Linked DNA regions of Ovis aries: all the other regions are linked to region 3. A link is a contact called in public Hi-C data. All regions are on one chromosome and are shown on one strand. Each heading gives the region's core, a stretch centred on a gene start, on an enhancer-like site or on the middle of the called end of the contact. The rest is flanking DNA. Distances are from core to core; before and after follow the strand shown.

Region 1 (2,818 bases), core at 47-2,546, 100 kb before region 3:
GGTCTATAGTGCTAAGCTTCTTAAAACAAATAAATGAATTCTTTTTCCTGCATCACTGAATACAACAGGGTCAATATAGGGGCTCTGAGATTTTTATGTCCAACAAATGAAGGTCCCAATCTCAAAGCTTACAGAGACATTACAAAAAATGTTTCAATGGTAAGCGTTTATTTTAGTATTGGCTGTCTGCCCAGAGAATACCAGAGTACATTTTAACCAAGCAGACAGAAAACAAAGTGGGGCAGATTTAAATCTACTTTACTTTCAATCTACTAAGATCTATGTAACACCGCAATATAATTTCCTCTCATTACTTTTAATATATAGTTAGACTTGGGAAGTGACCAGGTAATTTTTTTAAGTTCAATAATTCATATCTGATCATTTTACCTTATAGTCCATGTTCTTACATACTTTAAAGTTATATTTTAATTGAATTTCAGAGATATTAGGGAAAAAAGCACTAAACCAACAATGCTATCTTGTTTTGAAAGGTTAACATCTATAAAAAGGATATAACATTAAAAGAGCACACAGGTTTATTTAACTGTCTGGAAAGAATTAGAAAGGTTGCATTGTGTTTGTGAATACATATAAATATGTAAAGTTATCTATAGATCTTACGTGCAGCATGTACACATTTAATTCCACAATACCAGCTTCTCTTGCTTTTTAAATTAAATCTTGAACTTTATGCTAACCAGTTCTCAAGAGGAAAGAATTATAAATGTGCCACATCCTGTTCTTTATTTCAAAGTGTCAGCGTGAAATAATAAAGAGCTAATGTGGTCCTAACGATTACTGTACATTTCATTAAAATTTCATCTCTTTGTCCCATTTAAGGACTCACGACATGCTTCTGGCCATATGGAGTCAGTTACACAGACTCTGATTTCGTCTCCATAAACGTTACTTCACTACTTGCACAGGAACAAAAAACACATAAACTAAGAAAAAATTTACACCATTTTTATAGCCAAGTTTTCCAATGATTCCATTACAATTCAAATCATCAATGTATCATGAGGTCAAATTACAATGAAATTAACGGAAATTTCAAATTTTTCACAAAGGAATATATAAATCCCAAATTAAGTATTCATTAGCTTACACTTTTAAGTAACAACTAATTTTTACACAATAGCTTTTTAAAAAGTGTTATGACGTATGTGAACATACATTTTAATGCTACTGAATGAAACAAACTTGTTCAATACACACAGTTAATACGAACCATGGAAGCATCACAGTAGTGAGGCACACTTCCCCTTCTAAAGGTTGGCAGGCGTTACAGCAGCTGTCCAGAAGCACTGTGGCACAGCACACACAGCACAGAGCAAGAGCGCCGGGAGCCGAGAGCCCACTCTCCAACTCCTTCACGTGGAGCTGGACAGCCATCTACCACCCCTAGACCGTGGTTCTCACTGGTAGGAAGAAACTCAACTAGATACTTCTTTTGCAAACTTTTAAAGCAGAATCCTGGCAACAAGGAGACCTACACCGGACTCTCTCCAGCAGCAACTCATGAGGCAGTGCCAAGCAAGCACCTAGGGCCTCAGCAGAGTGCAGTCAGAAATCGGGGCGGGGGGGGCGGGGGGGGGGCGGCTGAAAATATTTATTACTGCTCAAACACTTCCCAGCACTTAACTCCCAAATGCTTTGTGCTGAGATTAAACTAACACAACCACATGCATTGCTGCTCCCAAAAACATCAATCAGAAACTGGATAAAGCAATTACATTCAATAAATATTTACTGAATATCCACCAGGAGGTAAATCCTGAGGATTAGTGGCAAATAAGACAGTCCCTCCCTGAAAAAGAGCCTTCCAAGCTATAGGAGAGACAGGTACAATCAACTATAATACAAACAGGCAAAATACTTCGGCAGTAGCACAATGCTGCTGCTGCTGCTAAGTTGCTTCAGTCGTATCTGACTCTGTGCGACCCCGTAGATGGCAGCCCACCAGGCTCCGCCGTCCCTGGGATTCTCCAGGCAAGAACACTGGAGTGAGTTGCCATTTCCTTCTGGGTCAGTTTACACAAATTGGAGATGTCAGGCAAGGATTGTCAGAAAAAACTGCATATAAGCTAACAAACCAAATATATCATAAATGACAGGGTCCTAGCTCCAGTGGATTCACTCACTTTTCTAACCACTCCTCCAAGTCTCCCCTTACGCCCTACACGTTCCAACCATCTCACCCTTACTCTACTGTTCTCAATAAAACTGACAATGGGCATGCCCATGTGAGCACTTCTTTTAAGGACAATAATATGCTTTCAAGACTGAGTGCTTTATGGAAACATCCACATGGGTGTGAGTTAACAGAAGAGATGTGTGGAGGTGTAAGGTGCATGGTTATTTTTATAAAATCTGTCCATGAATTTCTACTGAGGGTAAGGGCCATAACTTTATGCTTAATATATTAAGGCTCAAAGATATTCTGAAAGTTTCAATGTCATCACAGGTATCAACCTAACATAGAAGTTAATTAACCGATGTTTTGAAAAGATCTGAGTCAGTACTATATATACATTAACTATGAGATCTTTTTCAGAATTAATAAAATCACATCTCCAAATAGCCCTATTAGGGAAGTAATATAATTTGACTAATTTCCTATCTTGACCTTCAATTTTTATATTTAATTCCTTATAAACTGTAGTTTGGGGCAAGTGTTTTCTTCCATTTTTCTCTTTTACAACATCTTAACATTTTAATTAATAAAAAAATTCAAGGTCAACTGACCATTAAAGTCTGACAAAATCAATTCCTTTTCAATGCAAAATACAACATTTTACAACTCTCAGTAATT
Region 2 (2,880 bases), core at 179-2,678, 70 kb after region 3:
TTATTAGGGGAAAGGTCCATGTGAGAAAAAACAGGGAGGAAGCCATGAAGTTAGGCGGATTATCAGACCCCCAGTGAAGAGGAGAGGAAAGGCAGGTCTTGTGGGAAGCAACCTAGAGTGTCATGCAATCTGAGGAAGATTCATTCGGGCAGGCCCATGGATCGCAGCTGCTGTGCTCATTCACTGGCTGGGAGCAGCAGCCCTGGGGATATCAGAGCCCGCACTGGGGGTCTCAATCAACTATGAGTCCTGTGGTAAGAGGTCCTCAAGGCACATTATCGTGGTTGCTTCACCTCTCTGTAGTTAGGGTGGCTCCACTTTCGAGTTTAGATCTGTGAATGTCTGGACTAGGGGCTTCTGCTTTTGGGTATGACAGGCAAATGGAGAGATAAAGTTTGCATGCTAAAATATTTCAGGGACTTCCCTGGCGGACCAGTTGGTTAAGACTCTGCGCTTCCAGTGCAGGAGATGTGGGTTCGATCTCTGATCAGAGAACAAAGATCCCATATGCTATGTGGTACAGTGAAAAATAAATAAAATAAAATATTTCAGTTGCTGAGATATTTCAATAGTTTGTGAAGATCATTGGGGTAAATATTTCAAAAATTAAGGCAGAGCTTCTCAAGGGTAGTCCTCTTCTGTCAGAAAACACCTGTTTAAAAGTTTTTATTTCTGCCCAGATCTGTTGAATTAAAACCTTAGTGGTTGAGAACCAGAAGTCTAATAGATGCCATATTTATAGATAGCACAAAGTAAAGAGAAACTTGTTTGAGGTTATTTACACCAGACCCAAATTAAATGATACCTAAATGAAATATGACCATATTTTAACATCAGTCTTCCTACTTTTTCCTTTCCACTAGTAGCTACATACACCCTTCTGCTTCAGATTCCTTCTGTTTTCCAAGTCCTCCCTTCAGACAGCTAAGGGGAGGGGGGGTAGTTAAGAACATTCTCAGAGAACTGGGCTTCAGAGAAAGCAGTAAGATTACTCAATTGTTTCCCTCTTGTTAATTTGAGGATCTTAAATTATGCATGTTGTTGTGCTCACATTTGCATGTTCAATTCACATGCCTGAGCTACCAGTCAGCAAGATAAAAATCAAGCACAATAATTTAAGTAACCTGCGTCTGATTTCTCCTCATCCAAATTTCAGGGCTAACCGTCTCTGAGACAAAGAATAGATAATTAAATCACTTGGGAAATGCAGGAGGAGTACTGGTAGGGTCAAGAAAGGAAAGCACAGGTCACGGAGCCAACTCCTGCCTCCATCCCTTCTAGATTGCCAACGCTTTCTCCTTCCATGCCCCGCTGGATTTCATAACCTCTATAAGGTCGCTTTCCCAGAAGGGACTGACTGCCTTGATTCCAATCCTTAAATCTAGCCAGGCAGGGAGACCAGAAGTGGAGTTTGTCCTCTGTCTGACGTGGGTAACCTTGAATATAGAGAAACCACCACAATAGGACCGTCCTGAAATTTGAACCAATGCGAACCAATATGCAGATTAGGAAGTTGGAGCCACCCGACCATTGGCGGATTGCTCCTGTGACGTCACAAAGACCCAGCCCAAAAGTGGCCAGAAGTGCCGTGGGCAAGTTTCCCGGCAAGTTGCAAAGTTTTTATTATTATTACTATTTGTATATGTGAGCCCCTTAAAAAAAATCAGCTGGTCCTGTTTTCCTGAATTTCCTGTGTTAGGAGAAAAGTGTTCGTGTACTAGCCAGAGCTGAAGGGCTCAGGACTGAAGAGCATTTTGTTCTGTGTGGTGGCTGTGTCCCTTTACTTAGGGTTGACTGGTGTTTTGAACAAAAGTGACATGAGGGAAAGCTGTGAATTCCAAATGAGCCATGGGGACTTTACGAACCTCTGCAGCTTAGTGGTGTCTGAGAAGCCCCAGCCTGACCCAAAGTCTGTGAGCCAGCTCAGTGGAAATCTTTGGCTGCAATCTTGACGCCAAGGCTCAAGAAATGCAGGCATAGGAGGTTGGGGCCTCCCTAACTTCCCCTACCTCTCTTTGCCAGGTTCAGGGCAAAGACAGAAGCAAGTTCCCTGACTTGTGAGCTTCTAGCAGTTGGCCCCTCAATGCGAGGTTCCCAATTTCAATACCTCTGAAGAGTTGAAGTCTGTTAGAAAGGAGGGAGAAAACTTATGTAGAGAATAACAAAATAGGTATAACTGCTAGCTTCACACACCCTGAAAGCTTGTTTTTCCCAAACAACTGTCCTTGAAATGTCTGGCAGTTCCTATGACGCTGTCTATTTGGTCTCCTAGAGCCACTAGGAATTTTTCCAACATCTCTCACCACAGGAACCCCTCCTCCCCAAATTGGCACAGGCAGAGATGGAACACAGCTGAAACGTTTCATGGGAGTTGGGGGAGGCACTCTGTGTTGTTTGGTTTGTCCAGATACCATTTTATCTCCTGGGAATAGCATCCATTTCCCCCTACCCCCACCTTGGGGGAATCATCCCATCACTGCTGTGAGTCTTTGTTTGGATTAAGAGGGAGCCCCACTCCCCAACTGTAGAGACCGGAATGTGTCCCAGGCCTGGCTGACCTGCATGTCTCATTCTCCTGGCTACACAGGGATCAGGATTGAGCATGTCATGTGCGTGTGGTCCAGTGATGGTCAATCCAGGGACTTTGATAGGAACTTTGTGACAATAGGTGCTCTCTTTTTGCACTGAGATCGCTAAACTGACAAAAAGCAAGCATGGAGTTGATGGTGACCATCTTTGCCTTTATAAGGAAAGAAGCTATTCAACAAGGAAGTCAATACCATAAAAAAAAAAAGAGAGAGCTAAAAGAGAGAGAGAGATTTCTGATAATGTTGTTTGAACACCTGGATCCAGCTGTGCCTGAAACTAGAAATGGGAAAT
Region 3 (2,789 bases), core at 181-2,680:
CTCAATATTTAAACAAATTCGTAGTCTCCCGGGCACATAGCTATACATACAGTTACTCATGCACAAAGCACATATTTAAAGACCACGCACTGCAATTATTAGTCTAAACGCCAGGTTTAACAACGTGAATGTTTTCAGAGCTAGGTAATACGACCCAATAAAAAAAAGCAAAGATGGCATTTACCACCAAATGTCACTGCCACCGCCAGGAAAGAGTTTCTGGAACCCTATACATTTTTAATTTCGATGAATCTAGACGCCGTCGTCGGATGCCAGGCTTCCAGGAGAACAATTGACACCCTAACTGCTTCAAGATTAAGGCAGGCGATTCAAATCCGAAGGAAAAGTTGTCAATTATCAGAGAGAGAGCGCGAGAGAGGCGAAGACAGATAAAAGCGATGTTATCAAACCGCCCAGCTTGTTGCTTTGTGTGTGTGTGTGTGTGTGTGTGTGTGTGTGTGGATTCGTTGTGAGCAGAGAGAAAACAGTTTTTAAAAGACACAGGAGGAGAGAAAGAAAAAAAGCTTTCTCCACCTTCCGTCGGCTCGGTGCAATGGCTTTAAGGCTCTCCAGCGTAGTAAGCCCCGAGAGGCAGGCGGCTGTCGATGTTTACAATCGCCGGAGCTTCGGGTGCAAGAGTCCTTTACTGACACAATCGCATTCAATCAACTGTTTTCGGGCGAAATTGCAGGTGTCATTATGGAATTTTTTAAAAAATTCAAAAGGCGGGCGGGCGGGCGGGCAGCCGATCCGACACAAGGGGGAAAAAAAGCTGCTTATCGCAGGCGCGGGCAACACAAGGCAAAAGCCTTCCACATTTAAGGGGGGAAAAGAGGGGGAAAGGGAGGGGAAGGGGAGTGCGACTGCAACAGAGGGTGGGCGTTCGAAGTGCGACCCAGAATCCGCAGCTTTGAGACTTCCACATGCAAATTCCACGCCGAGCGCCGCGCTCACAAATGATTTTTAAAGAGCCAAATAAACACTGGATGGGATCCAAGGCGAAGGAGAGACGATCCAAAAGGGGGAGAATCGGCAAGAGGCGAACGGCGGGGAGAGGCGAGGGAGGGGCGAAGTCCCGGCGGCGGGAGGAGAAAGTTGGTCGGTGGCGGAGGTCGACCCCCCCCCACCCCACGGCACAGCCCCCTCCCCGCAGCCCGGCTACTCACCAGCGAGAAGAGGTTGGAGTGACAATCCTCCAGGCTCGCCCCGTTCGCCACCCAGTTCGCTGCCGCAGTCATGATCCTCCGCGAGCCCGGCCGCCAGAGCGGGGCATGTCGGAGCGAGGCGTCCGAGGCGAGGCCGGGCCGGGCGGCGGCGCCTCGCCGGGGAGCGTGGGGCGGCCCGGCCGCCGCCGCCGCCGGGGGAGGGCGCGAGGGCCGGCGGGCGGGCGAGAGGCGCCGCGGCGACGCCGCGCCGGGGGCGGCGGGCCCGGGCCGGCGGGGGGGTCCGCGGCGGCCGCGCGGCTCCTTCCTGCTCGGGCGGCGGCGGCGGCTGCTCCCGCGGCGGCGGCTGCTCCCGCGGCGGCGGGGGGCGCTGTCCGCGCGGCCCGGCGCCCTCCCCGCCTCTCAGGGCCGCCGCTGCCTCCCGGGCCGGCGCTGCGGGCCGACCGCCGCCTCCGCCTTCCCTGTTCCTCAGCCGCCGCCGCCGCCGCCTTGTTTATCTCCAGCCACCGACTCCCCCTCAGCCCCCGCCGGCGCGTGAGGGGAGGCGAGCCCTAGAGTCGCCGCCGCCGCTTCGGAGCCGCCGCCGCCGCGGAGCGCGAACTCGCGAAGGGGGGGGTGCGGACGAAGCCAGCGGGCGACCCCGGCAGCCGAGCGACGTCCCCTCCTTCCTCTTCCTCCCCCACCCCCCCCTCCTCCCCAGTCAGCCTCGCTTCTCCTCCCTCCCTGGGCTCGCTCGCTCTGACAGCAATGGCGGCCGCCGACCGCGGCTCGGCCCGCCATTGGCTGGCGCCTTGTCACGTGACGGGCGCCGGCCGCACGGGGGGGGACTGGAGGAGGCGGGGGAGGGGCCGGAGCGGCGGCCGCGACTGTTCGCTGGCGGCGCTGCTGAGCCGAGAGCGGCTGGATTCTCCGGCGGAGAGAGGGAGGGAGACGGAGACAGAGGGAGAGAAAGAAGTGCGGGCGGCGCGGCTCCGAGGCGGGCGGGCGGGCAGTCAGCCGCTGAGCCGGCCGCCCCGCGCCCCGCCCCCTCGGGTGCACGAATCTTTGCTGGGCGCGACCGCGAGCCACGGGAACGCCGGTGGCAGTGGTTGTGGAGGGCTTGGGGCTCCTTGCCTGTGCCCTCGATCGCCCCTGCCGGCTGGGTGGCAGAGGCCCGCCATGGGCCAGACAGCAGATCCAAGTGCTTCGGGGTGTCTCCTCGAGGTCTCACTCCGTGGTCCGCGTTTTGCAGATGAGAAAACTGAAGCACAAAGAGGTTAAGACACTTACCCGAGGTCGCTCACCTAGGAAGAGGAGGGGATGGGATTCGAACCCTTGTATTCAGGCACACAGCGAAGCGGAGCTCTTGCATCAAGATTTTAAAGCCTAGGCCAGGAAGTGCTTACTGTGTACCACGCACTATGCTCTGAATCCAGAAATGCCTTTTTAATCCCTTACTCGTAGGCGCTGTGCGCATGCATGCATGCGTTGCAGAAATGCTTTCTGACCTCTTGCTTTGTGCCAGGATATAAATATATGTATTTTTTAAACTACCAGACACTACTGGGCTGGATTTGGAGCAGACCTTCCCGCCTGGCTCCATTCAGTCAATAACCAACATTTCCCAAGCATAACAGTGTGGGAGTC

The links. A called contact is a pair of places that touch in the nucleus more often than the background predicts.
Region 1: a contact with region 3 is called in a Hi-C map of mesenteric adipose tissue, with 2.9 times the contacts expected there. The contact joins the enhancer-like site here to the promoter of MED13L in region 3. A contact is called at or near these places in 3 of 16 Hi-C or Micro-C datasets (mesenteric adipose tissue, omental adipose tissue and skin fibroblasts).
Region 2: a Hi-C map of tail adipose tissue shows a contact between it and region 3, with 2.5 times the contacts expected there. The contact joins the enhancer-like site here to the promoter of MED13L in region 3. A contact is called at or near these places in 2 of 16 Hi-C or Micro-C datasets (hypothalamus and tail adipose tissue).

The regions. Positions count from the first base shown.
Region 1 is chr17:58,751,784-58,754,601 of ARS-UI_Ramb_v3.0, reverse strand. All of the region lies in intron 2 of MED13L (mediator complex subunit 13L), which reads right to left. Among named protein-coding and RNA genes, the nearest start is that of TRNAC-ACA, 99 kb to the right of the region's middle. Within about 2 kb of position 1,296, at least 4 of the 54 cell types and tissues checked have an H3K27ac peak or open chromatin away from gene starts, as enhancers often do.
Region 2 is chr17:58,577,504-58,580,383 of ARS-UI_Ramb_v3.0, reverse strand. The region is part of intron 5 of LOC121816951 (a long non-coding RNA gene); the gene reads right to left. Among named protein-coding and RNA genes, the nearest start is that of TRNAS-GGA, 6.9 kb to the right of the region's middle. Within about 2 kb of position 1,428, at least 11 of the 54 cell types and tissues checked have an H3K27ac peak or open chromatin away from gene starts, as enhancers often do. A contact at or near this core is called in tail adipose tissue, where this site is marked.
Region 3 is chr17:58,647,634-58,650,422 of ARS-UI_Ramb_v3.0, reverse strand. MED13L (mediator complex subunit 13L) reads right to left here and starts at 1,430. Exons shown (of 31, transcript XM_015101660.4): 1 at 1,167-1,430. The coding sequence starts at 1,238.